Linked DNA regions of Sus scrofa: regions 2, 3 and 4 are each linked to region 1. Evidence: chromatin contacts called from public HiChIP or PLAC-seq data. All regions are on one chromosome and are shown on one strand. The core of a region is the stretch at or near the end of the contact, and the rest is flanking DNA. Distances in the headings are between cores, read along the strand shown.

Region 1 (5,627 bases), core at 1,089-3,588:
ACCTGTCACTTTATCCCAAGTGTTCAGCTTGGGTTTCTTGATGCTGATGCAAGGGCTGCCCCATTATACAAGTTCTGAATCTCTTCTTGGGGACAAGAAGAAAAACATCTGATTTGATAACGAGGATAAACCACAAGTCTGAGGTTCAGATTGGGTCATGAGGAGGTGGGTGACCTATTTGAAAACAGCAGTGAGCAGGTTCATGCACCAGCCTGCTAATGCTGTCTCCTCCTGAGTTACGTCAGTCTTTTCGTCCCACTGCCCGTGTGCAGTGGCCTGCTTGCCTTCCATAGTGAGATGTCTTTTCCTGCTCATAAAAGGCAAAGGCAGGGCTATGATTGTGGTTGTAACTGTGGACACTGGACCAGGGTTCACAGACAGACTGTTGCCCCGTGGCCTCTCTTCACAGGAGCTTCAGCCGCCTTACCCAGCAGATTGCAGTTGCACATGCACAGACTGGTGGCTAAAGGGACAGACTTGGGAACCAGTTTGTTGTAAGGAATGCAGTGGCACCACAGCAGGACACCGCAGGGTGGCTGAGGGAGTGGCTGCTCAGGAGGATGAGAGCACCTGAACTGTAGCCCCAGGCTGACCTTATCGCCCTGGCACGTGGGCCATCAGCCAGCTGTGTGTCCCAGGCCTGGCACTGCTCAGAGAGGGACAGAAAAGGTAGCTGGCATCTTTCTGCAACTGCGTCTCCTCGGTCACACCCCCACAGGAAAGGGAAGAGGTCCAGACTTTACCCCTTCATTCATGCAAGAAAAAGTTTCTGTCACATAGCGGGAGCGCTCTCTCCAAGGACTCCCAGTTAGTCCTTCTGGGCCCCTGGGTGGCCTTTGTCAAGTGTTGGAACTGGAAGGGGTGACGGCTGACTGCCTGAGGGCTCTCACATCTTTTGAGTCCTGAGACGGATTTTAGTGGCCTGGGGTGTGGCAGGGCACTGGAGGCGCACCAGGAAGAGCCCCTCAGGAAGGAAGAACTTGCAGGGCAGCCCCCGGGGCCCTACTTTCTCAGGAAGCACACGTTTCCCTGGCTGGGAGGGGAAAGAGGGTGGGGAGACCAGCAGGGCCCATGCTTTCCAGCTTTGTGTTGGGAGCCGGTGAGCACGGCTGAGAGGGGCGGTGGAGTCAGGCTGGTGAAGGCCCCCCTAAGTCCCTAACCTCGAGCAGCGGCTGGTGGGAGAAGTGGTGTCAGGGGCTTTATCAGAGGCTATCTGTCCCCTGATACAGATGAGGCAGGCAGGGGCTCTGCCGAGAGAAGAGTGGGCATCCGAAAATATCTAAAGCTTGTCTATTCACCATTGTTTGGAGTTAGACTTGTTTGTGTGATTAACCAGCTAGGTCAGAGTTCCAGATCCCTCAGTGACCTGAAGGTAATTGCCCACTATCTGGCTGTAAATTTCATGAAATGACATACCATTGTCATATTCAAACACAGCCTACCCAACATGAAGAATTGTCTTTTTTTTTTTTTTTTTGTCTTTTTGCCTTTTTTTCTGGGGCCACTCCCGCAGCATATGGAGGTCCCCAGGCTAGGGTTCTAATCGGAGCTGTAGCCAACTGCCTATGCCAGAGCCACAGCAACGCTGGATCCGAGCTGCGTTTGCAACCTACACCACAGCTCATGGCAACATGGGATCCTTAACCCACTAAGCAAGGCCAGGGATCGAACCTTCAACCTCATGGTTCTTAGATTTGTTAACCACTGAGCCACGACGGGAACTCCAAGAAGAATTGAGTCTTAGCAGCAGTGGGCACGAAGCAGGAACCCAGCACCTTCCCCCCGCTCCCCCCCTTCCCCCCACCAGGAGGCCTCCATAGCTGGAAGGTCTTCTTGGGGTGTTGGGATGTGAAGCTGAATCCTGTGACTGACTTCAGTTTGAAGTGCCCCCTCCTGATCCCATTTCTTGGGTGCAGCGGTGGCCGAGGCACCAATAGGGATCCTCCTCTGGGAGGCTTTGGCACCTGAGCCCAGCCCCTGGAATGTGAAGCTGGGGAGCAGCCTGCCTGTTGGTGTGCCCACACAGAAAACTCTGTCTACCGAGGCTCCCTAGGGGCGGAGCTAGCAGCCCTGGGGTCAGGGGCCTCGGAGCCTCCTCCCCCGCTTGGCTCATTCCTCCCTGGGCTTGGAAGGAGGATGCCCGTCTGAAGCTCAAGGCTGAGTGAGGGGCACGAAGGTGGACAGTGTCTTGGAGCCCTGCCCGCAGCCGACCCTGGGCCCCAGCTCAGCCTGCTCTTACAGGGATCGGGGGCCCCCAGGGTCACACAGCACTGAGTGGAAACTATTCTTCAGGGCAGCTCTCCTTGGCTTTTTTATCCTCTGAATCATGCATTTTTCTGCCCATATTTGGTGGTGGTTTGCTTGCTGGGCAACTGTCCAGGGCGAGCTCGCAGCCTGACTCTGCTTACAGGCGTGTCCTCCTCTTCCTGCCCCCTCAGAGTCGGAAGGGCCCAGGAGACCATCAGGGATGGATGTGGAGTGGCGGGGAAGGGAGTTAAAGCTGTTTTTCCTTTCAGTCCCCAAGAGGAGAATTCTTTCTCAGATGTTTTTGTAGTTGGAAAATATTTTTGCCGTTGCTTTGAGAAGACTTCCGCTCCTAACTTCCCCCTTTCCTGGGAATTTCCTCCCCAAGCCTCCACTGTTCGCTGGCAAGCCTCCCTTCTCCTTCCTCCCCCAAGAAGAGAAACAAGAAAACAGTGGCGCCTGCCAGGGCTCCTTGCAGCCACTCGGGGGCTTCCCTTGGAGGTCTGCTGGGGGCCTGCCCAGGAGGGGACACCTCCCCCCCCCCCCCCCCCGCCGTTGTAGTTAGAGACTCAGGCCGTCTACCGAGAACGCGGCATAAACACACCCTCGCAGAGCAGGCACTGAGACCAGGCTTGTGCCTTGGTGTCCTGCGCTCTCACAGAGGGCAGGCCCTGGGTGTCCTACGCTGGAGGTTGCGGGGCCGTGGGAAGCAGGGGGCAGTGGGGAGCTTGGGGTCGGGCCTTTTTCTGGCCCAGCTGCATAGTCCCAAAGGTGTCTGTGGAATGATGACTCTCCTCTTCCCTTTCTCCAGGGTGGAGTTCCAGAACAAATTCTACAGCGGGACCGGTTTCAAATTCCTACCCTTCTCCTTCGAGCACATTCGGGAAGGGAAGTTTGACGAGTGACCCTTCAGGGGGGCTGTGTGCCCGGCTGCCCTCCCGCTCCCTCCGCAGTGATTAGCTGTTCTCCACTTGCCTGTTAGTTGTGACCCCTGGGTGTTGGCATCTGTGCCATCTGGCCCATTTCCCCCAGCCACCTGTGAGTCGTTTAGATAGATCCAGCCCTCCCTGGGGCTCCCCGCCACCCCCAGCTTTGTGTGTGGTAGTGTAGTGATTTTCTAGAGAGAAGCTGGGCTCTGGCCATCACCCACACCCCCTGGGCGCCAGCCTTGCCCTCTGGGCCTCAGGCCAGCCCTTCCTCTGCCCCCTGCTGGCGAGCCAGTTCGGGCATTCAGAGAGGAGCCGGAGCGCCTTCACCACCCACACCCAGACTCTGAGCCCCCTGCTCCTACTGGTTGGGGGCGGGGGTGCTCTTTAACACTCCCCCCTCTTGGGTTAGCAGGGGTGGGTCCAGGAAGGTGGTATTTCTGTCCTCTGCCCACCCCCACTCCCACCCCGTCTTCAGTGTGCATGTTAATCAGGAATTCAGCTGGACCCACTGTACCAGCATGCATGGCTCCTCCCTAGAAGCCCCAAGGGTCCCCACATACCCCACACCTTCACCTTCCTGCCTCACCCTAAACTCACACCCTCTCCCCCTCCCTCCCAGAACCCCCATTTAGCACTGGGCACAGCATACGCAGCTGGGAGTGGCCCGGAACAGAGGTCCTGGCTGGCCTGTTTGGTTGGCTGTGTCTCGGGCCAGGCCTGAGCCCGACCGCAAGCATACTCTAGGCAGAGGGTTCAAGTTGATGCTCTTTCCTGGTGCAGACCTGGAGACCTTTCCCCACCCCTAATCATGAGTCTTGAGTGCAGCACTCTAGTCATCCGGTGGGGGAGTCTGCCCTCCAGCGCTCTCACTCCCCCACCCACCCCCGACCCCAAGTCAGGTGAGTGGGTCCTGGGCCAGGAAGGTCCGTATCATTTACTGTTTGCTGAGTGGAAGCAGCTAGCAGGGCTGCCAGTGTGTGTGGCTGTGAAAGCTGCGTGGCCCTGCCCTGCGGGCTGGTGGGGAGCACCCCCAGGAGGCCACCTCCCTGTCACCCCCACACCAGGATGTGGATCTTGGGGCCTTTCGATCATGTGTTGGTGCAGCACTGGCTGCTTCAGCTAAATTGAGCCCCACTCCTTCAATAGTTGAGAGAAGCCCCTAAATTGGTCGGCCCTGACCATCCCACCCCGCCCCCTGCTTGTCTGAGGGAGCGGCTCAGAGCTGCTCACTGGACTCTCCCAGGCTGGGCCGCCCACCCCGGCCTCACCGCGCGCCAGCCAGTGTGACCTGACCCAGCCCTTGTGCAGAGCCCCCTCCTGTCTGGCCCCTGTGGTTTACATGATCTTTGCTCTGTTTACAGCAGGGTTTGAAGCAGGGTTCTTTGTCCGGAATCCTGCCCAAGGCCCTTCTGTTCAGACATTCCTGTGCTGAATAAAGTGTGTTTGACTCTATCAGGGAGGCTGCCTGTCTGCATGCCCAGAGCCCCCATGTCGCTCAGGGCTCAGCCCTCTTGAGCCCACCTAGTATCTTAATGCCAGCATTTCTGCTTTTTTCCCTGATCAAAGGCCACAGCTGCGGTGGCCCTGGCCAGGCAGTTAGTTTGTGAAATTCTCACCTTATCTCAAGTTTCCCAGGCGCCTCTCCACTCCCTGAGCCAAAGCAGTTTGCATACACTACCCTTGGTGGGGAGGGGACTGGGGGACCCGTCTCCCTGCCAGTGCCTCACACGCAAAAACCCCTGGCGGACGACTGCGGGGGAGGGGGGCATCTGGGAATCTGCCCACCCTCCTCTCCCTCTTCTGCAAGTGTGCTCTCCAGGGCTCAGCAGCCTGGCTATTTTGAGCCCTGGTGCCTTTGGCCTTGGTGTAAGTGGAGGCTCAGCGTGGGGTTGGTTCCTCAGGGCAGCTGGAGGATTCGAGATGCTGAGGCAGGCAGCCTGAGAGCCAATGGGCTGTCCAGGCAGGTGGGCTGGCCTAGCGGGTGCCTTCTCCCTCCTCACTGCCATGTAAGGTGTCCACATTCTTTCTCGGCCCTCCCCCTCCATTCCTCCCTCCAGGGCAGGGGCTGCACCGGAATGTGAAGCAGGCTGACAGCGGCTGCTCCAGGAGGGCCAGGGACACCCTGTTCATTCCATGCTTCTCACAGCCTCCTCCCTGCCAGGCCACCTGCCCCAGAATAGGCCTGTGGGCGGCAGCCAGCACTCACTCCTCAAATGAGAAGTTTAGGAATTCCCCTGTACAGTGCTTTTAAAGTATCTGGCGTTGTCACTGCAGCAACCCAGGTCGCTGCGGTGGCACAGATTCAGCCCTTGGTGGTGGAACTTCCATATCGTGTAGGCAAGGCCAAAAAAAAAAAAGTTCATGGAGTTCCTGTCGTGGCTGGGTGGTTAGTGGACCCGACTGGTATCCATGAGGATGAATGTTCGATCTCCAGCCTTGCTCAGTGGGTCAAGG
Region 2 (6,445 bases), core at 373-2,872, 160 kb before region 1:
CTCTGATCTCTAGTGCCAGTGACTCAGCTCCAGCCCCAGCTGTTGAGCCCTTTGCCTCTCATCTCTTGCTTCTAATCTGCTCTATGCTGCCACCAGAAGTCTCCAAAATAGGTCAAAACATGCCAGCTTTAGAGGGAATGGTTCTCTCCTCTTCTCATGGTCCCTGTCCAAGCCCACAGAACACAGACTTCCCTTAGAAGCTCTGGGAAGGCGACCGCCACCTTATTCTCTTCATAGGGGGATGACTCCTTTGATCGGTGAGGCTGAGAGGAGGACTCTGTGCTCAGAGATCCCCGAAGGGCCCAGCACTTACACTGCTGCCCCTCTCCTCCCATCTCCCCTTCCCAGGGCACATCTGGGGCAGGAGCCTGGGCCTGGTTTCTCAAGGGAATTCTAGAGGCTTATGTCTCTGTGTTCAGTGGGTGTTACGTGTGTGGCCTCTGACCTTCCACATGGATGCCTGGGGCAACACTGCCCTGCAAACCCAGTCTCTCCACCAAGACCTGACTCAGGGGCAGGGATCTAAACAACAAGGAACTACTGTATAGCCCAGGGAACTATAGTCAATATCTTGTCATAACCTATAACGGAAAAAATTCCAAAAAAGAATACACACACACACACACACACATAACTGAATCACTTTGCTATACATCTGAAACACTGTAAATCAACTACATTTCAATAAAATTCATTCATTTAATTTAATTAATAAGAAGGACCCTATGCCATGCCTTCCAGTCTTGTTTACCAACAATATGGCTGACTTTTCTTTCTTTCTTTCTTTCTTTTTTTTTTTGCTTTCTAGGCCTGTGCCTGCAGCATAAGGAAGTTCCTAGGATAGGGGATGACTTGGAGCTGCAGCTGCCAGCCTATGCCACAGCCACAGCAATGCCAGGTCCAAGCCAAGTCTTTGACCTACACCACAGCTCACAGCAATGCTGGATCCTTAACCCATTGAGGGACTGAACCTGTGTCCTCATGGATACTAGCTGGGTTCGTTACCGCTGAGCCACAAGGGGAACTCCACGGCTGACATTTTAATCTGCATTTGACTCCTATGCCTACTGGTACTGCACTTGAAGTGGGGAAACAGATATGATCAATTTGTCACCCACAGAAAACTGTCCTCGAGACCTTCGTAAAAACTGTTGGCTCCTCACTGCTTCTAGGTATAAACATCTCAGCCCAGCACAGACAGAGGTTTCACCACAATCCAGTAACTAGTCAAACCTTCCCCCCGGAGCTTCAGTCACCCCACACTACCCAGCCTTCCCTGCACACATGTTTTCACACCCTGTTCACTCAGCCTGGCACACCTGAACTCATTCACCTTCAAACTCGGGGTGGAACTGCTCCCCTGTGAAACCTTACTCAACTTCCCAAAGCAAGAGTACTCACGTTCTCCTCTATGCTTTTCTCACTTTAAGTGTGTGTGTTATAAGCCCCAGTAACAGGGATCAGTCTACTAGATGGGAGTCTGCCCATCTCCTAGTGCCTTCCCCATAAAGGACAGTTGGGAATATGCCAGAGGCTAGAAACAGAATAACAGTGAGCCCTGCGTTGAGGTCGCTTTGTATCAGGGGCTGCACACGTTTTCTCTAAGGGCCAGGTGGTAAATATTTTTGGCTCTGTCGGTCATCCAGTCTCTGCCATAAATACCCAGCCCTGCCACTGCCGCGTGAAAGCAGCCACAGACGGCGCCGGCGTGAATATGTGTGGCTGCCTGTCAAAATCACTTCATTTACATAAGCACGAAGGGTTGTTTGCCAGCAGCCCCTGATCGATCTGGTTGCTCGAACCCGTGCCACCGCTGTAACCAGAACCACAGCTGTGACAACAGCAGATCTTGAACCCACTGAGCCCCGAAGGAACTCCAACTTAAACGATTCTTTTCATCTTACGAAACAGGATGAAAACATAAAGGTTCTCCACACAGCAAACCGCAGGGATGCCCAGACGAGTGCCGTCTGCTACCCTCCGCATCTCCGGAGTCTTGAACAGGGAGTGTTATCAGTTACCCCCTCACCCACATCTGCGCACATCAGCTTTCTACTTAAAATTCTTTAGCGGGCCCCCATTTCCTACCAAAGGGGTGATGGTGATGATAACCATGATGATGGCAACAGGCAGCAGCAGCAGCAAACAGTCAACTTTCATTTTGCATCTGTGTGTCGGGTCCGGTTCTAAGCGATTTACACGTAAGAATTAATTTAATTCTACGAAGCAGGTGCTATTTCATTCCCGATGGAGGTACGGAGAGAGTAAACAGTTTGCCCGAGCTTACACAGCAAGTGGCAGAGCCATGGGGTTCAAACCCAGGCGGTCTGAACCCAAGGTCCTTGCGGTGAACTGTTCTTCCGGGGCCAAGTTTCAAGGTGTGACTAACTAGAAAGATTTTCATGATGGGGGTGCTTGACCAGCTCAGCTTCCCTTAACCCCAGTCAGACGCTGAACTTGCCACACTTGTCCCGAGAATACATGTACTTCTGTTTCCCTATCTGAACACGATCTTCTTTCTGCTTATTCAGCACATCTCTCTGCCTGATGTACATATAATAAGCCTTGACTCCCTCTGCTTTCTCTGCCAGGCCTTCCCTCACTCTCTCAGTTGGACTTAGATGTTCATTCTTCTTTGTGTGCTACATTTTTGTCTTGAAAAAGAAAAAAAAAAAATGAGTTTCCCGGTGGCCTAGTGGCTAAGGATCCACATTGTCAAAGCTGTGGCACTGGCTACTGCTGCAGTGCAGGTTTGATCCCTGGCCCAGGAACTTCTGCATGCCTCGAGTGCAGCCAAAAAAGAAAAAAGAAAAAATTGTACACCCACGTTCATGGCAGTGTTATTCACAACAGTCAAAAGGTGGAAGCCACCCAAGTGTCTGCTGACAGATGAATGTAGAAACAAAATGCGGTCTGGGCACACAATGGAACGGTATCCAGCCTTTGAAAGGAAGCAACTTCTGACACTTGCTACAACGTGGATACCCTTAAAGGGCATGATGCTAAGTGAAACAAGCCAGTCACAAAAAGACACACACTATATGATTCCACTTAAATGAGCTACCCAGAGTAGTCGAATTCATAGGTACAGAAAGCAGAATGGTGTTGCCAGAGGCCAGAGGGAATGGGGAGTTACTGTTTAATAGGTATAGAATTTTAGTATTGCAAGATAAAAAGAGTTCTGGAAACTGGTTGTACAACAATGTAAGGAAGTTAATACCACTGAACTGTACACTTAAAAATGGTTAAGATAAGGAGTTCCCGTTGTGGTGCAGTGGTTAACGAATCAGACTAGGAACCATGAGGTTGTAGGTTCAATCCCTGGCCTTGCTCAGTGGGTTAAGGACCCGGTGTTGCCGTGAGCTGTGGTGAAGGTTGCAGACACAGCTCAGATCCTGTGTTGCTGTGGCTCTGGTGTAGGCTGGTGGCTACAGCTCCAATTTAACCTCTAGTCTGGGAACCTCCATGTGCCGCGGGAGTGGCCCAAGAGATAGCAAAAAGACCAAAAAAAAAAAAAAAAAAAAGTGGTTAAGATGAGGAGTTCTCTTTGTGGCTCAGTGGTTAACAAATCTGACTAGGAACCATGAGGTTGTGGGTTTGATCCCTGGCCTCACTCAGTGGGTTAAGGATCCGGCATTGCTGTGAGCTGTGATGTAGGTCTCAGATGTGGCTCGGATCTGATGTTGCTATGGCTCTGGCGCAGGCCGGCAGCAACAGCTCCGATTCGATCCCTAGCCTGGGAACCTCCATATGCTGCGGGTGTGGCCCTAGAAGAGACAAAAAAAAAAAAAAAAGGTTAAGATGAAAACTAAATATAGAACTACCATATGACCTAGCAATCCCACTCTTGGGCATATACATGGATAAAACTTTCCTTAAAAAAATACATGCACCTGTATTGTTCACTGCAGCACTATTCACAATAGCCAAGACATGGAAACAACCTGAATGTTCATTGACAGATGAATGGATTAAGAAGATGTGGTATATATACACAAAGGAATACTACTCAGCCATAAAAAGAACAAAATAATGCCATTTGTAGCAACATGGATGGAACTAGAGTTCCATACTAAGTCAAGTCAGAAAGAGAAAGCCAAATACCATATGGTATCAATTCTATCTGGAATCTAATATGCGGAACTTTCCACAGAAAAGAAATGCATGGACTTGGAGAACAGACCTGTGGTTGCCAAGGGGGGAGGGAGTGGAATGGACAGGGAGTCTGGGGTTAATAGATGCAAACTATTGCATTTGGAGTGGAGAGGCAATGAGATTCTGCTGTATAGCACAGGGAAATACATCTAGTCACTTGTGATAGAACATGATGGAGGATAATGTGAGAAAAAGAATGTGTGTGTGTGTGTGTGTGTGTGAGAGAGAGAGAGTGAGACTGGGTCACTTTGCTCTACAGTAGAAAACTGACAGAACACTGTAAACCAACTATAATGGAAAGAATAAAAATCATTAAAATAAAAAAAATAGTTAAGATGGCAAATTTCATGTTGTGTGTGTATTTTACCACAATTTTTAAAAAAGAAGTGGGAGGAGAAAAACAATTCCCTGATTAAAGGATATTAAATAAAATGCCTCGAGGAAAGTGAAAAAGTCTCCTGTAACCAACAACATTAATGCTTTGGTATATATCCTTCTAGACCTTTTATCATATGTATCAACAATACCTGCATATTACATAATTTTTTTCTCTTATGAATCAATCTGTTCTTCCTTTATGTTGTAAACAGGTTATTGCTGCTACTGTAGAAGAGAACTACTGATTCTTAAAATATTTCTCTAGAACACAATCACCTTTCTGAACTCTTGTTAGTTCCAATAGTTGTTTGGTTTTTGGCGCTTCTTTTGTCTCTTACTTCCCAACATTTATATTATACTCCCATTCATTTTTCTGTCTTAATACTTTGGCTGGGTATTTTAGAAAAATATTAATGGCAGGAGGCACCCTCAATCTCATAACTGTTTTTAATGAGATTAGTGTTTCACCATCGTGCATCACGTCATGCTCCCTCTGGTTTCTGATAAAATATTCTTAACTTTGTTAAGAAATTTGTTATGCAATTTTTTTTTTTATATAGAATGGACACTAAATTTTGTCATCTAACAAAAATACAATTTAAAAAAATTTTTTAGGGCCACACCGAGGCATATGGAAGTTCCCAGGCTAGAGGTTAAATTGGAGCTGTAGCTGCCAGCCGACACCACAGCCATGGCAACGTGGGATCCGAGCCATGTCTGCAACCTACACCACAGCTCGCAACAATGCTGGATCCTTAACCCACTGAGCGAGGCCAGATATGGACCCCAAATCCTCATGGATGCTAGTAGTCAGGTTTGTTACCTCTGAGCCACAATGGGAACTCCCAATTCTTCTTCTTTAACTTACTAATGTAATGAATTACATTAAAATAATTCTTAATATTAAGCCATCCTTGCATTCCTAGAATATAAATAATGTTTTGTACAAGAAACAGGATGCAAAAATCCTTACCGTTTTCTAACCCAACCTGCCTTTTTAGGTCTTGAGACTAGCATTATTCCAGCCTCATAAAAACTTTTAAACCATCTGGCCTATTTTTTTGGTGGGATAGGGAATGTAATTTTTTAAAGTCTTTTTCAATATATTTCTAGGGTTACTGACCTAGCTTTTTCTTTTAGTATATTTTAATAATTTTAATTTTATTGAATTAAAAAGTTGTTTGATTTTCTATTTCTCTTAGACCAAAATCTCTTCTAAAGCAGAGGGTCATTAAAACTAACATACAGTAGTAGGACATACCTACACACACACACACACACACACACACACACACACACACACACACACAATAGATTAAATGATCTAGATAGATAGATATGACTAGCACACATGTAAGTGTTTCCCCAGTGGGCCAGTTAGTGGCACATAATCTCTATTCCCTGAGTTAGCTGTATCTCTAGTTTTAGTGAGGTTATTGTCCAAACTTAACCACAAAGAGAAATGCACATGAACCTAATGTTTCAATCCCAAACCATCCTCAAGGTGGCTCCCAAGGATAGTGCATTGTCATAACCTTCTGGTGCCAGTGTGAACTGCTATAGCCTTTGGGGAAAACAATTCAAAACTATCTATAAAATTTTTATATATATGTTACATATGGACACACACACACACCCTCTGACCTAACAATTTCATTCCTAGAAATCTATAGTAGAGAAATCAAAGGATGACTAAAGATATACAGGGAGACATTGCATTAGTATTTATAGTGGGGGGAAAAACCTAGAATGAAGTGAAGGTTTATCGAAGAGGTAACAAATCAATTACAGAAAATGTATTTTTTTTTTTTTTTTGTCTTTTTGCCTTTTCTAGGGCCGTTCCCTCGGCACATGGAGGTTCCCAGGCTAGGGGTCTAATCGGAGCTGTAGCCGCCGGCCTACACCACAGCCA
Region 3 (6,263 bases), core at 2,468-4,967, 140 kb before region 1:
ACAGGAAGTAAGTAAGGTTAGGAGAGAAAAAGACACATTTCAGAAGAGTGGCTTTTCAAATACTTGGAGATCTGTACATGAAAGGGTAGATCACTCCAGGACCTGTTTTCCCACAATGTCTACCTCCTCTGTATTCAGAGGTTCCCTACCCTGGCTGCAGGAGTTAGAATTACAAAGGCTGGGAGTTCCCGTTGTGGCTCAATGGTAAGGAACAAGACTCGTATCCATGAGGATGCAGGTTCAATCCCTGGCCTCCATCAGTGGGTTAAGGATCCACCGTTGCTGTGAGCTATGGTATAGGTCACAGACATAGCACAGATCCCACACTGCTGTGGCTGTGGTGTAGGCTGGCAGCTGCAACTCTGATTCGACCCCTAGCCTGGAAACTTCCATATGCTATGGGTGTGGCCATAAAATAATTAAAGAAAGAAAAAAATTTTTTAAATTACAAGGGCAGATTTTTTTTTTTCCCCATACCCAAGGCATGTGGAATTTCCCTGGACAGGGATCAAACCCGTGCCACAGCAATGACCTGAGCCACAGCAGAGACAATGCTGGATCCTCAACCCACTGAGCCACCAGGGAACTCCCAAGGGCAGTTATTTTTTTGAAAATAAAAAATAAAATAGAGATGCCTGGGCACCAAACCAAATACCAAATGAGAATTGCTGAGGGTAGGAACCAGGTTTCAATATTTAAAAGCTCCTCAGATGATTCTAATACAAGGCCAGACTGAGAACCTTGGAACAAGAGCAAAGATTAGGGCTCCACTCAGGATACACATCAGAATCATCTGAGGTCCTTACTCCACATGTACTTAATAATCACTTCCAAGGATCGGGCAGTTGTAAAGAAGTAGAAAGAGGAGACTGAGGCATGACATGAAGGTGGAGCAGGCTCTCATGTAAGTCTTACTAAGAAACAGGCACTCTCATTCAAGGGTAGTGGGGAGCACTGCTAAATAGACAAGTGATAATTCTGTTATAGGTGAGGGGCCAGTTCCCGTCGTGGCTCAGTGGTTAATGAATCCTACTAGGAACCATGAGGTTGTGGGTTTGATCCCTGGCCTTGCTCAGTGGGTTAAGGATCCAATGTTGCCGTGAGCTATGGTGTAGGTCACAGACGCGGCTTGGATCCCACATTGCCGTGGCTCTGCTGTAGGCCGGTGTCTATAGCTCTGATGAGACCCCTAGCCTGGGAACCTCCATGTGCTGCAGGTGCAGCCCTAGAAAAGACAAAAAAAAAAAAAAGAAAGAAAAGATAGGTTGGGGGTCTCCAGAAAAAGAGAACCAGATGGCCTTCCTGACATAAGAGAAGCCGTTTTGGCCTGAGCCATTTTGTGATCTAAGTCTGGCCACAGTGCTTGCCCTTGAACAGGTCTCAGTAATTTGTTCCTTCTTTAAAGGAACAAAGAAATGCAGGAACAGAGAAAAGACGGTCAAAAGGCAGATAGTGCAATGATAAAGCAGAGTCCTAGTTCCTCCTCAAGGGATACACCTCGTAATCTGAGTTCAGCAAGAACTGAGGCCCCCACCCTGGTGAGAGATGGAATAAGGACATTGACCCTCCCGACTTCAATCAACTCAAGCTCAAACTCTGTCAACCTTTGCCCCGATTCTTTTTTTTTTTTCTTTTGCCTTTTTGGCTGCCCTGGGGCATATGAAGTTCCTAGGCCAAGGAACAGATCCAGGCAAGGTGGATCCTTTAACCCACTGAGCTGGGCCAGGAATCGAACCTTCATCCTGGCACCGCAGAGACAGAGCCTATCCTGTTGCACCACAGCGGGAACTCCCTTGGCCCCAACTCTACTTTGAATTCTCCTTTGGTCAAGCCTCTTCATGAATATGTATGTACCCTTAGCTTAAAACTTTCCCAGGAGTTCCCTGGTGGCCTAGTGGGTTAAGGATCTGGCACTGTCACTGCTGTGGCTTGGGTTTGATCCCTGGCTTGGGAGCTTCTACATGACACTGGAACAGGCAAAAAAAAAAAAAAAAAAAAAAAAGGTCCCGATCTTGCTGTTCAGGGAGACACTGCTTTGGGAAAGATCCCCAGTGTTCTCCTTACCTGCTGCAAGTAATAATGCATCCTTTTTGCCCCCAACATTTGGCTCGGTTGTGTCTATTGGCTTGACACCCACCAACAGGCAAACCCAGTTTTGGGGTTACAAACTGATTTACATTTCAGGAGTTCCCATCATGGCGCAGTGTAAATGAATCCGACTAGGAACCAGGAGGTTTCGGGTTTGATCCCTGGCCTCACTCAGTAGGTTAAAGATCTGGCGTTGCTGTGAGCTGTGGTGTAGGTCTCAGATGCAGCTTAGATCCCGAGTTGCTGTGGCTGTGGAATAGGCTGGCAGCTGTAGCTCCGATTAGACCCCTAGCCTGGCCTCCATATGCCACGGTTGTGGCCCTAAAAAGAAAAAAAAAAAAATTGACTTACATTTCAGAAAAATCCCTCAGGCTGCAATAATGAAGGTGAGAGATGGCAGTGGCCCTGCTTGGGTGGTAGCATCAGAAACATTTTGAAGGGGACATCTTCCGGAGATATGAAAGGGAGATGTGATGGGGCTTGGTGACAGGTTGAAGGGCAAAGGTGACTCAGACAAAGGGAGGAGGAAGGGACAATGTCTCAAATTCTGCTGTATTTGGTGTTCGAATGGAGGTTAATCGCTCACCCAGAGTCACATAAGTAATTCCGATGCTGGGAGAGCAACTGGGCCAGCTAGCCTCTAAAGACTATTCAGTCTACAAACGATGATCAGGCTGGATCCCCTCTAAACTTGAAGGTTACTGTGATCCAAGAATAAATGCTGCAGTAAAAGCAGTAAATTGAGGAGCTCCCGCTGTGGCACAGTGGGTTAGGAATGGGACTGCAACAGCTCAGGTTGCTGTGGAGACGAGGCTTTGATTACCAGCCCTTGCAATTGGGTTAAGAATCCAAAGGTATGGAGTAGGTCACAGCTTCAGCTCCGATTCGATCCCTAGCCCAGAAACTTCCACATGCCTCAAGGGTGGCCATAAATTAAAACAAAAAGAAAGAAACAAAGAAAATTTAAGCAGTAAATTGATATTTAACCAAAAAAGGTCCAGGGCCTGTTCTCCAGCTGACTCCACCATTCCCCCAAGAAAAGGAGTCAAAGAAAATTACCCGGAAACCTCAGAGCCCAAATACACCAGGGTCACAAGAAGACCCCGTGACCCTGTCATGAGAACTATCTCCCCACATCTGCTTGCACTTTCCATATGGAGTCGAGACACGTTTTCAAGGCATAGACTTGATCCTGCTACTCTCCTATTCAAAACCCCACTGAGGACTCTGCAGTGCTCATAGGCTGAAAAACCACATATGTGATATTAAGACAGAATAGTGGTTTGCTTAGAGCGTGGGTCCTGGAGCCACTGTGCCCAGATGTGAATCCAGCTCCACCGCTTGGACAGGTGTGAGCTAGTGCCAGTGATTTAGTCTCTGAGAGCTTCAGTTTTCTCAGCTGCCAAAAGGGCGGAAAATAGGACTCACCTCGCAGGGTCGGTGTAAGAACTGAATGAGTTAATGTACACGAAGCACTGAGGACGCAGCTGGCACACGGGATCTAAGTGTTTCTAAGTAGTATTAATGTGACCTATGGCCTGGCTGGCCCTGCCTTCTTCTCCTTGGATGGCACCAGCCTGCTGGCTGAGGTCCCAGCCCTCACTCTGCTCCTCCTTCAGCTCCTCAGAAACACCAAGGTCTCCCTCCCGAGCCCAGCCACAGGCCTGCCTTCTAGCACCATCACTTGGACCTGAGCACTGTGACTCTGTAACTTGCACTTGGAACCTCGATGCCAACCGCCAGCCTGAGGACAGGACAAGCCTGGGCTTCTGCCCACCAGTGCGTTCTCCCCTTCTCCCCCCCAGCATCCAGCAGGGTGCTCAGCTCATAATAAAAACACACATATGGGATGACAAAACCCCTGCTATGAATTACAGCTACACTGATGGAGTCAGATTCTCCCCAGCAAGGACACAGCTTCCAGTAAGAATTATTCTGAGGAGAAGACCAACTCTTTCAGTTTTGCTGTTTGAAAAATTCAAGGATGACCCCTTGGTGACCCTTCCTCTTTTTTTTTTTTTTGCTTTTTTGGGCTGCACCCACAGCATATGGAAGTTCTCAGGCTAAGGGTCAAATCAGAGCTACAGCTGCATATGGCTGCCGGCCTACACAACAGCCACAGCCACACGGGATCCAAGCCACATCTTCGACCTACACCCCGGCTCACGGCATCGCTGGATCCTCAACCCACTGAGCAAAGCCAGGGATCAAACCCACATCCTCATGGATCCTAGTCACGTTCATTAACCGCTGAGCCGACAGGAACTCCTCAGTGAGCTTTCGATTAAGAATAAATTCACAGCCCTCCCCCAGTTCAATATACCAGTTGCTCCCAATTCCAAATCTTTACCCCCAGCTAAGCCTCAACTTCTCAGCCAATTTGGCCACTGCCAGCTCCTCTCTCCAGCCTCAAAATGACTCAAAATGTCCTTTCTTCCACTGAGTCAACTACTCTCCCTCTAGCCTTGGCCGCCACCCCCAGGAAACAGTCCCGGAGAAAGGACTTTGTGCCTTTCTCACAGATGTTCTTGCCTAAAATGTTTTTCCCCTTGGAGGCATTATCTGTCCCTTTCCTTCCCTCTTAAAGAGGCATTCCCCAACCCTACTCATGGTCCAACCACTGCTTCAACTCTGAATGCCCACAGTACTTACACATGCGGCTAAAGCTTTTTCTTGTTCTGATTGCATCTCCACCATGTGACTTTCATGTACCATTCTGATATTAGATTTAAGACACCAAATGAATAGTTCCTTTTGGTTTCCTTTACTCTCATTTGCACGCACACATAACTACCACCTCTACTGCAAGAGTTCCTATTGCACAGTCACTGATGGCTAGGATGCTGAAAAGCATGGCACCAATATGGCACCTGCATCCAGGAAAACAAGATTAGTTCCATCCTGTATGATTGGTTACCTAGAATTTAGAGGTTTTTCCAGAGAAGCAAAGCATCCTTCCAATGAGCTGTGAATGCTGAGGGACTTACCTTCACAAGAATCAGAGGCAAACTGCCAACTTTCAAAAACAGAAGTATTGCCTTTGAGAAACAATTCTAGGTTGGTCAAGCAAACCATCGTGTCAAAATTTCCAGGCTTGAAGGCAGTGAAGGGAGAAGGGCAAGTTGCTGAGGGGAAAAGCCTGCAGGTACTGTTATCTTTGGCCGAAGCCCAAATAAAAGTGTCAAAAAGCATCCACTGGTCTAGAATGCTATGTAAAGGTATTAATATTCATTTAAGACAAGCAACTGAAATAAAGCAGAGAAGGGAACTTATATTTCTGAATCTCAAGGTCACAGACCCACAGTATAGTTCAACCCTTATTGAAGAGAAGGAAAAAGCTATTCTTGAACTTATTCAGGTCACTTTCCCTGAAAGAGATATTAAGGTAAACTTGGTCATTTAGCAGGGAGCACAGTATAACTGGGGCTGAGAATCCGCATCCGTGGATCCTGTTTTAGAATTCCTTCCCTCAAAGCAACTGGGGGTTGGGGGCAGAACCTCAAATTCAAGGGCATTGGTGGTGGTTGTAAAACATGCCTCCAGGGATTTCCCATTGTGGCTCAGTGGTTAACGAACCCTACTAGTATCCATGAGGATGCCGGTTTGATCCCTGGCCCTGCTTGGTTGGTTAAGGATCTGGTGTTCCCGTGAGCTGTGGTGTAGGTCACAAATGTGGCTTGGATCACGCGTTGCTATGGCTGTGGTATAGGCTGGCAGCTCCAGCTCTAGCTCAACCCCTAACCTGGGAACCTCCATATGCCTCAAGAGCAGCCCTAAAAAGACAAAAGATTTAAAAAACAAAAACAAAAACAAAAACATGGCTCCAAATTCTTTGCAACTCCTCCCTTTGAGAGAAGGGGTCTTTGTCTCCTGGCATTGAATCTGGCCAAGCCCAAGACTGCTCTAACTGTGTATAACAGTAATGTCCATACGAAACTCTAAAAGCCAGATTCTCTGGGAAGGCTTATTCTCTAGAATCCAACCAACATCCTGTGAGGAGCCCAAGGCAGGAGAGGCCACATGGAGACACTGGATCTACAGCCCCCGGTGAGCTCAACCTTTGGTTCATCCCAGCCTAGGCATCAGGAATGCGAGTGAAGTAGCTTCCAGATGATAACCGCCCCCAGATGTTCAAGTCCTCCCAGCTGAGGCCCCAGACACTGTGGAGCAAAGAC
Region 4 (6,312 bases), core at 246-2,745, 220 kb before region 1:
AAAAGATGACCTGAAGATTCTTAGAAATATAAAACAAAAGGAAACAACAGAATTATCACTATTTCTGAGAGGACATGTTACCTAGTTTAAACCATGAATGAATACATCGTAGAATGCTACATTATAAAGCTGATAAATTCCAATTTTTAGTACTTTAACAGATTAAGTACTCAATAGTTTTCTTTCCTTCTTTTCTGTCACTATAATGACATTTGTAAATACAGTTTATTTAAAACATTTCCCCCAGTCTGATTTTTAAAAATCCCATTCTTCAAAAAAAACATAGTGATTTGCTACTCGCTATAGGCTTTGAATTTTAGACAACACAAAACAGTTTTTCACAAACTTTCTAATTGACTCTCACCTAAAAGCTGGAAAACCCCACTAAAGGCTTTTTTGAACTCATCAGACATAGAAGAAAAAAAAAACAGCTTTAATTGTAGGATCTCACTGACACAAACATAGGGAAATTCTGAGTTATAGATACCTCACATTAAGCTTTTTTCCACTGACATTGTAACTTTTGTCAACATTCAAAGAAAATTCAACCCTGGTCAAAGGTGACAGTTTGACAATCCTGGAAGCTAACATCCTCTGTTTATTTGCACAAGTTCATACTCTGCTCAGGGAACTGAAGTTTTTCTCATCCCTGACTTGATCTCTCAAGTTCAGATCACTATACTTAAGGGTTGTGAATTCTGTCCCCAAGGGGTAACTTCACAATCCACCTCTAAGGAAAAGTGCTGAGAGAAAATAAGCATCAGATTATGAAGAGGAATACACTCCTGGCACTAGTTTCTAATGGCCTTTACACAGCTCTAAAGACACAATGAGTTCAGTTGCCTAAAAATTATCCCCCCAAATTAAAATCCTAAAATTATCCCCCCCAAATTAAATTTATATCTCAGAAATCAAAACTACTAGCTTTAAAACAAGAATACGATCATAAATCCCTTTAAAATAAAGTTGTAAATAAAATGAGCCAAATACTTGCATTTTCTCAGTCAACAAACATGCAAGTCTCATAACACAATGGCACAAAAGATCCTTTTGTTTGTAAACAGAAGCCAAAGAGACAGCTTATAGCTCTTCTCCTATGATGTATATGGCAATGTTAGTGGAAGAACAACAAAGGGCAATTTAGAGTGAAAATTAAGACCTTCTCTGTTTTAATACCATTTCCATCAGGAATATATACGTTAGCTGGAAAAATACCTATCATAACCTTTACGAGCTTAAAAAAAAATTCCCAATATATATTTAAAATTTTCTTTTAAATAACAAATGAGAATCCATTTTTGGAATACAAGTAAAGAAACATAAGCCTTAAAGAAACCATGTGTCTCATTGCAAAGTTGCAGCTGCGGGTTCTTCTTTGCAGTGCAGTGGTTAGGAATGCAGCCTCTGGAATCAGCCTGGCCTGGGTCTGGATCCAGCCCTGCCATGACTAGCAATGTGACCTTGGACAAATTACTTAACTTCTCTGTGGCTATTTCTTCATCTTTCATATGAGGATGATGTTAAAACATAGCAAGAGCTTATAACAGTGTCTGCTTGGCACATTGTAAGTGGACAGGGTTAGGTTTGTTTGGTTTTTTTTTTAATCATTTTTCTACTTTCAGGTTTGGGACATCATTTGAAGTACTTTTAATTTTCTGATCACTTTTTGAAAGATGTCATAATAATTATTATATAAATAATTAGTGCACCTTCCCAGATGAGCCCATGGTAGAGCTACAGAGCAGAGCTATATCCCAGAGTGGTAGTATTTTATACAAATTATGGATATGGCTGTCACTGGTAACTTTGGCTTGATTTCTCATATGCAAAAAAAAATCCCCTACCAGGAAAAAACAAGCATTATTAGCAAACACTTGGGTCTGTCCTGTTATCACTGCAGGTAAAGCCAAAGTCATTTTTACTAGCCTGATGGGCACTGAAAATATTAGTCACCAAATTGATCCCAACAAATAACAATAATTGATTGGCTCATTGATGTATTTCCCCTTGTCTTCCCCAACCTTTCTCTAGTCAGAAAGGAAAGTTTTCTTATTTTCTGAGAATCTCATTACTGCTCTCAACCCATACTCTATATCTTAGTATAATTAAAAAATGAGTCAGCATAAGCACCTCAAAAAACTAACACTGCTATAATGCACAGGGAACTATAACTAGTCACTTGTGATGGAACATGATGGAGGACAATGTGAGAAAAAGAGTATATATATATATATATATACACACACACACACACACACACACACATACACACATATGTATGACTGGGTCAATTTGCTATACAGTAGAAATTAACAGAACACTATAAATCAACCATAATGGAAAAAATAAAAATCATATAAAGAATAAATAAAAATATAGCAATTTGGGTAATGGATTTAAAAAAAAAACTAGCAGTGCATAGAATATGGAGATATTTCTCTTTGTAATAGAAATCTGGAAAAAAAATGTTTTAAAGTATTAAAATACCAAAGGCAGTGGAAGAAAAATGGAGAAAGGGTGTCACAGTAGATTTTGCAAGCTAGCTTCCAAAAGATAAATGTTCTGTATGTATTTTTCATCTAAATAGTAGTATAATACATGGGAAGTACAGGTAATTATTATGAACAAACCCAATGAAGAAAATATCCAGTATTTGACAAATTATAAATTCTCCTTTCTTGATTAAAGGGGAAAATGAGAGGTTAAGATAACTATATATTAATCTCATTTGCAAACTGCATTATGCATAACTGTGCAACACACTAATGCAGTATTGCCTTTAGTAATGTCATCCAAAAGAAAATTTAGGAGAGAGAAACTGCCCCTAAACTGTAAACATGTTTGAATGCCAATTTAATTAGAAGTCTATTTAGTTATTACACTTCTTAAAATAACATTAGTTGAAGGCCAGGAAAAGGCCACTTGCTTCAGTCACTGAAACAATACTATACATACTCGTTTCAAGCATAGTCTTCTCCACAAGGCTCCATATAACTCAAACTCCAACATTTCTATTAAAAGTGATCTACCACTTTAAAATCACCCAGGAGGGTCAAGGAAGAGTTTTACGGCTGAGGATGATTCCTCCAAAGTTCTACTACCATCCTGGGCTATGCATCAGATCCAAGCCACAGTGGTGACCTATAAGGTGACCTATAAGCTGACCTATAAGCTGTGGCAATGCCGATCCTTTAATCCACTGTGCTGGCTGGTTCGAACCTACATCCTGGTGCTGCAGAGACCCTGCAGATCCCATTGCACCACAGCGGGAACTCCCTCCATGACATTCTGTATCCCTTTTAGGTGAGGTCAGACAATCTGCTGTGGTTACTGCTTAATAGATGGGGTTCTATACCATATGAACCTATGGCAACCCCTCTTGAAAGCTCTGACATTCAAAGCTCCACATAACACATTTTCACTCTTAGTGCCGTGCATTTTCTAGGTATTGGGGAGGAAAACAGAAAGCAGTAGCTCCATTTTTCTGTTAAATGCACCTTTGTTGTGGTAGTTGTTGTTAAGACTCCTTCCAAGGCAGCTAAACCTTGAAGAGAGCTGGGAAGATTCAGGAATGTTTTGCCTTTCTAACTGGGTAGTCGGGCTGAGCTCAGGAAAGTTGTCATGAAGTAGTAGAATGGGTCAAAGACAAACCACATGGCTTCTGATGCTCGCCTTTATCTGTTTAAAATAAAAATGTCACACTGCAAGAAGGTTAACATGTGGACCTAATTTTGAAAATACAAACAGGAAGCACCCCCACCCCAATATTACCATTTAAAAAAAAAAAAAAAAAAGGAAACCAAACCTCAAAGATACCTTCCAAGGAAGTCATGGGTGTGACCAAAACTAACAAAAGTAATAAAACGTCATCTGAAAACCTGAAACCACCAAAAGTGAGGGTCTCCTTCAATCAACTAAAAGTCTAACACCTGTATATTATTCCTTTCTTTGCTTAGTAAAAATAGCATAGACTTAGATACGTAAAATCTTCTCCAAACTGGCTTAGGGTTTTTAGTAGAAAAGGATCATCCCTAATAAGAAAGCATCCAATGTCCACAGTCTACTTAAAATAAAGACATGACAATTAAGAGAAAGCAATTTTAAAAAATTAATCAATGTGATGCTCACGATTTATATATTTATTTTTGCTTTTTAGGGCCACACTCGAGGCATATGGAAGTTCCCAGGCTAGGGGTCTAATCGGAGCTGCAGCTATCGGCCTACATCACAGCCACAGCAACACAGGATCCGAGCTGCGCAGGCGACCCACACCACAGCTCACGGCAACGCCAGATCCTTAACCCACTGAGCGAGGCCAGGGATCAAACCCACAACCTCAGGGTTCCTAGTCGGATTCATTTCCGCTGCGCCACGACGGGAACTCCAATGCTCACAATTTAAATGTACAAAAAAACTGTCTGATCAATGGAAACTAGATTGTTAAATCTGACTTTCTTATTCGCAGAAACAAGCATAAAACTGTTGTGTTTCCAACATTGCAGGGGAAAAAAATACTTCTGATTTTAGAACAGTTCTATTAACAAAGCTCAGATTTAAAGAAAAATCTTTTCCTTTAAACGCCACACACAATTGGGGCCAGTGATACTTTAGAACAAACTTTTAAACATTATTTTTATTAAGAAGTGCCAACGTTAAAGTATTTTGATACTTTCCCTTGTGGTAAAAGGGCATCTGTCTGAAGAGCTCAGTAACCTAGAATTGTCAGATAATTTTTAAAAAGAATAAGTTTCAAATGTGCCAAACAAATTAATAAGAAACAGGAGGTGTTGGGGTTTTGTTTTTGTTTGTTTTCTTTTTTTTCTTGGTTTTTTGTTTTCGCTTCTGCTGGTAGGAATAATGTGGCAATCTACACTCTCATAGAAGGGGGAAAATGTGTCACTGGTAAAACATCTAGAAATCTGTGGACACGATGACATACACGTTTGCAGGGCTCTAGAAGAGTTAAGCTTCCCTTGAGTCTACCTTCAACCTGTAATCTAATCTTGAGCATGTTATTTACCTATTTGTAACACCTCCTATTATAGTAAGACTACCTGTATCACCTCCCTACCCAAGAACAAGCCAAATGAACCACAAGCACGTTTATAAATCGAAATCCAACACAAATCACAAATAATTTGAACAGCCCTTGAAATGATGTGAATATAACAACAGCACTTGACACAAACTGACATAAGTACCCCAAGAGCAACAAATGATACCTTTTAACTAGTCTTGATGTGGTTTTTGCATATGTAAATACATTTTAAAAAAAATCATTGAGAGTAAGAAAATGAAGATGAAATGAGAAGTTGGGGCACAATAGGAAGTTCAGACCAAAATATTTATGTCGTAACACTCCAAACAATGATAGCACTTTTTCCCCCTTCTATCCTATATATCATGAAGTACTTATTTAAGAAACACAGCCACCTTCAATTTCTTAACATGATCTATATTCATATCCTGCAGGCAAAAATGTGAATCCTGACTAGTGAGAAGGTGGGACAATTCATTTAGTTGGGTATACAGCAAAGATTTTGTGCAGTGCAGCTCCAAGTTATGCAATAACCAAACTGCTGGTGATAGAAATCAACTCTTGTTTTGTTTTCTGATGTTTTGCTTTTTAAAAAAAAAGATCTCTCCATTACCTCCCTGTGTCTCAATCAGGTGCTTGAAATTTTCATCTTCCCAAGGCTACAGAAAACAAGTAACCCCCTCGATAACACTTACCTGACCAAAAGTATGGTGTTGTTTTGGTTAAACATGAGAGACATCACAAATTGTCACATAATTTTTTCTTAAAATCAGCAGCCCCTTCACCCATTGATGCTATCAATCCTAACAACTGTGATCTTCCATGAGATGGAAGTTGGTACCAAAACAAACGAAAACCCGAAGCCTTGGAACAAAGTCAGTCAACAGAAATCCAGCATTTGAAATTATCAGAACTGATCTAATGTTACGGTGTTACAAAAATGAAATTAGAAAAACATGAAAAGCACGCTGAATAAAATACGTCCTCTTCTAAGAACTAGAGCCAGTGAACATAAACAATGTAATCAATATAAGCAAATGAACAATAACAGAAAAATGTTGAGGAAAGAGGCAAAGTTCTATTATTTTAACCTAGTGATAACAAAATATTGAGGTAATACACTCAACAGCTGAAAGCTTATTATGGCCCAGGCGCCTATCCAACCACTTTGGAAACCTAAGATACAAGCGGATGATAAACACCATTTGAAGACTGAAAAAAAAGGACCTAAGCTCAGTTTAATAATTTGGTGACACACTAGCCCTTTCAAGGGG

The links. HiChIP or PLAC-seq counts read pairs in DNA pulled down with a chosen protein or histone mark.
Region 2: an H3K27ac HiChIP or PLAC-seq map of skeletal muscle shows a contact between it and region 1. The contact joins two enhancer-like sites. A contact is called at or near these places in 23 of 47 Hi-C or Micro-C datasets (alveolar macrophages, blood, brain and 15 more) and 2 of 2 datasets of contacts at active chromatin or transcription factors (alveolar macrophages and skeletal muscle).
Region 3: a contact with region 1 is called in an H3K27ac HiChIP or PLAC-seq map of skeletal muscle. The contact joins two enhancer-like sites. A contact is called at or near these places in 1 of 47 Hi-C or Micro-C datasets (embryonic fibroblasts) and 2 of 2 datasets of contacts at active chromatin or transcription factors (alveolar macrophages and skeletal muscle).
Region 4: an H3K27ac HiChIP or PLAC-seq map of alveolar macrophages shows a contact between it and region 1. The contact joins two enhancer-like sites. A contact is called at or near these places in 2 of 47 Hi-C or Micro-C datasets (epiblast stem cells and liver) and 2 of 2 datasets of contacts at active chromatin or transcription factors (alveolar macrophages and skeletal muscle).

Annotation. Positions count from the first base shown.
Region 1 is chr12:20,287,407-20,293,033 of Sscrofa11.1, reverse strand. It overlaps ATP6V0A1 (V-type proton ATPase 116 kDa subunit a), which reads left to right. Exons shown (of 22, transcript XM_013980945.2): 22 at 3,056-4,625. The coding sequence ends at 3,149. Among named protein-coding and RNA genes, the nearest start is that of HSD17B1, 19 kb to the right of the region's middle. Within about 2 kb of position 2,338, at least 53 of the 83 cell types and tissues checked have an H3K27ac peak or open chromatin away from gene starts, as enhancers often do. A contact at or near this core is called in alveolar macrophages, liver and skeletal muscle, where this site is marked.
Region 2 is chr12:20,444,233-20,450,677 of Sscrofa11.1, reverse strand. The region is part of intron 4 of STAT3 (signal transducer and activator of transcription 3); the gene reads right to left. Among named protein-coding and RNA genes, the nearest start is that of STAT3, 40 kb to the right of the region's middle. Within about 2 kb of position 1,622, at least 3 of the 83 cell types and tissues checked have an H3K27ac peak or open chromatin away from gene starts, as enhancers often do. A contact at or near this core is called in skeletal muscle, where this site is marked.
Region 3 is chr12:20,424,490-20,430,752 of Sscrofa11.1, reverse strand. The region is part of intron 1 of STAT3 (signal transducer and activator of transcription 3); the gene reads right to left. Among named protein-coding and RNA genes, the nearest start is that of STAT3, 20 kb to the right of the region's middle. Within about 2 kb of position 3,717, at least 9 of the 83 cell types and tissues checked have an H3K27ac peak or open chromatin away from gene starts, as enhancers often do. A contact at or near this core is called in skeletal muscle, where this site is marked.
Region 4 is chr12:20,509,809-20,516,120 of Sscrofa11.1, reverse strand. It overlaps a transcript of STAT5B not described here. Among named protein-coding and RNA genes, the nearest start is that of STAT5A, 14 kb to the right of the region's middle. Within about 2 kb of position 1,495, at least 4 of the 83 cell types and tissues checked have an H3K27ac peak or open chromatin away from gene starts, as enhancers often do. A contact at or near this core is called in alveolar macrophages and liver, where this site is marked.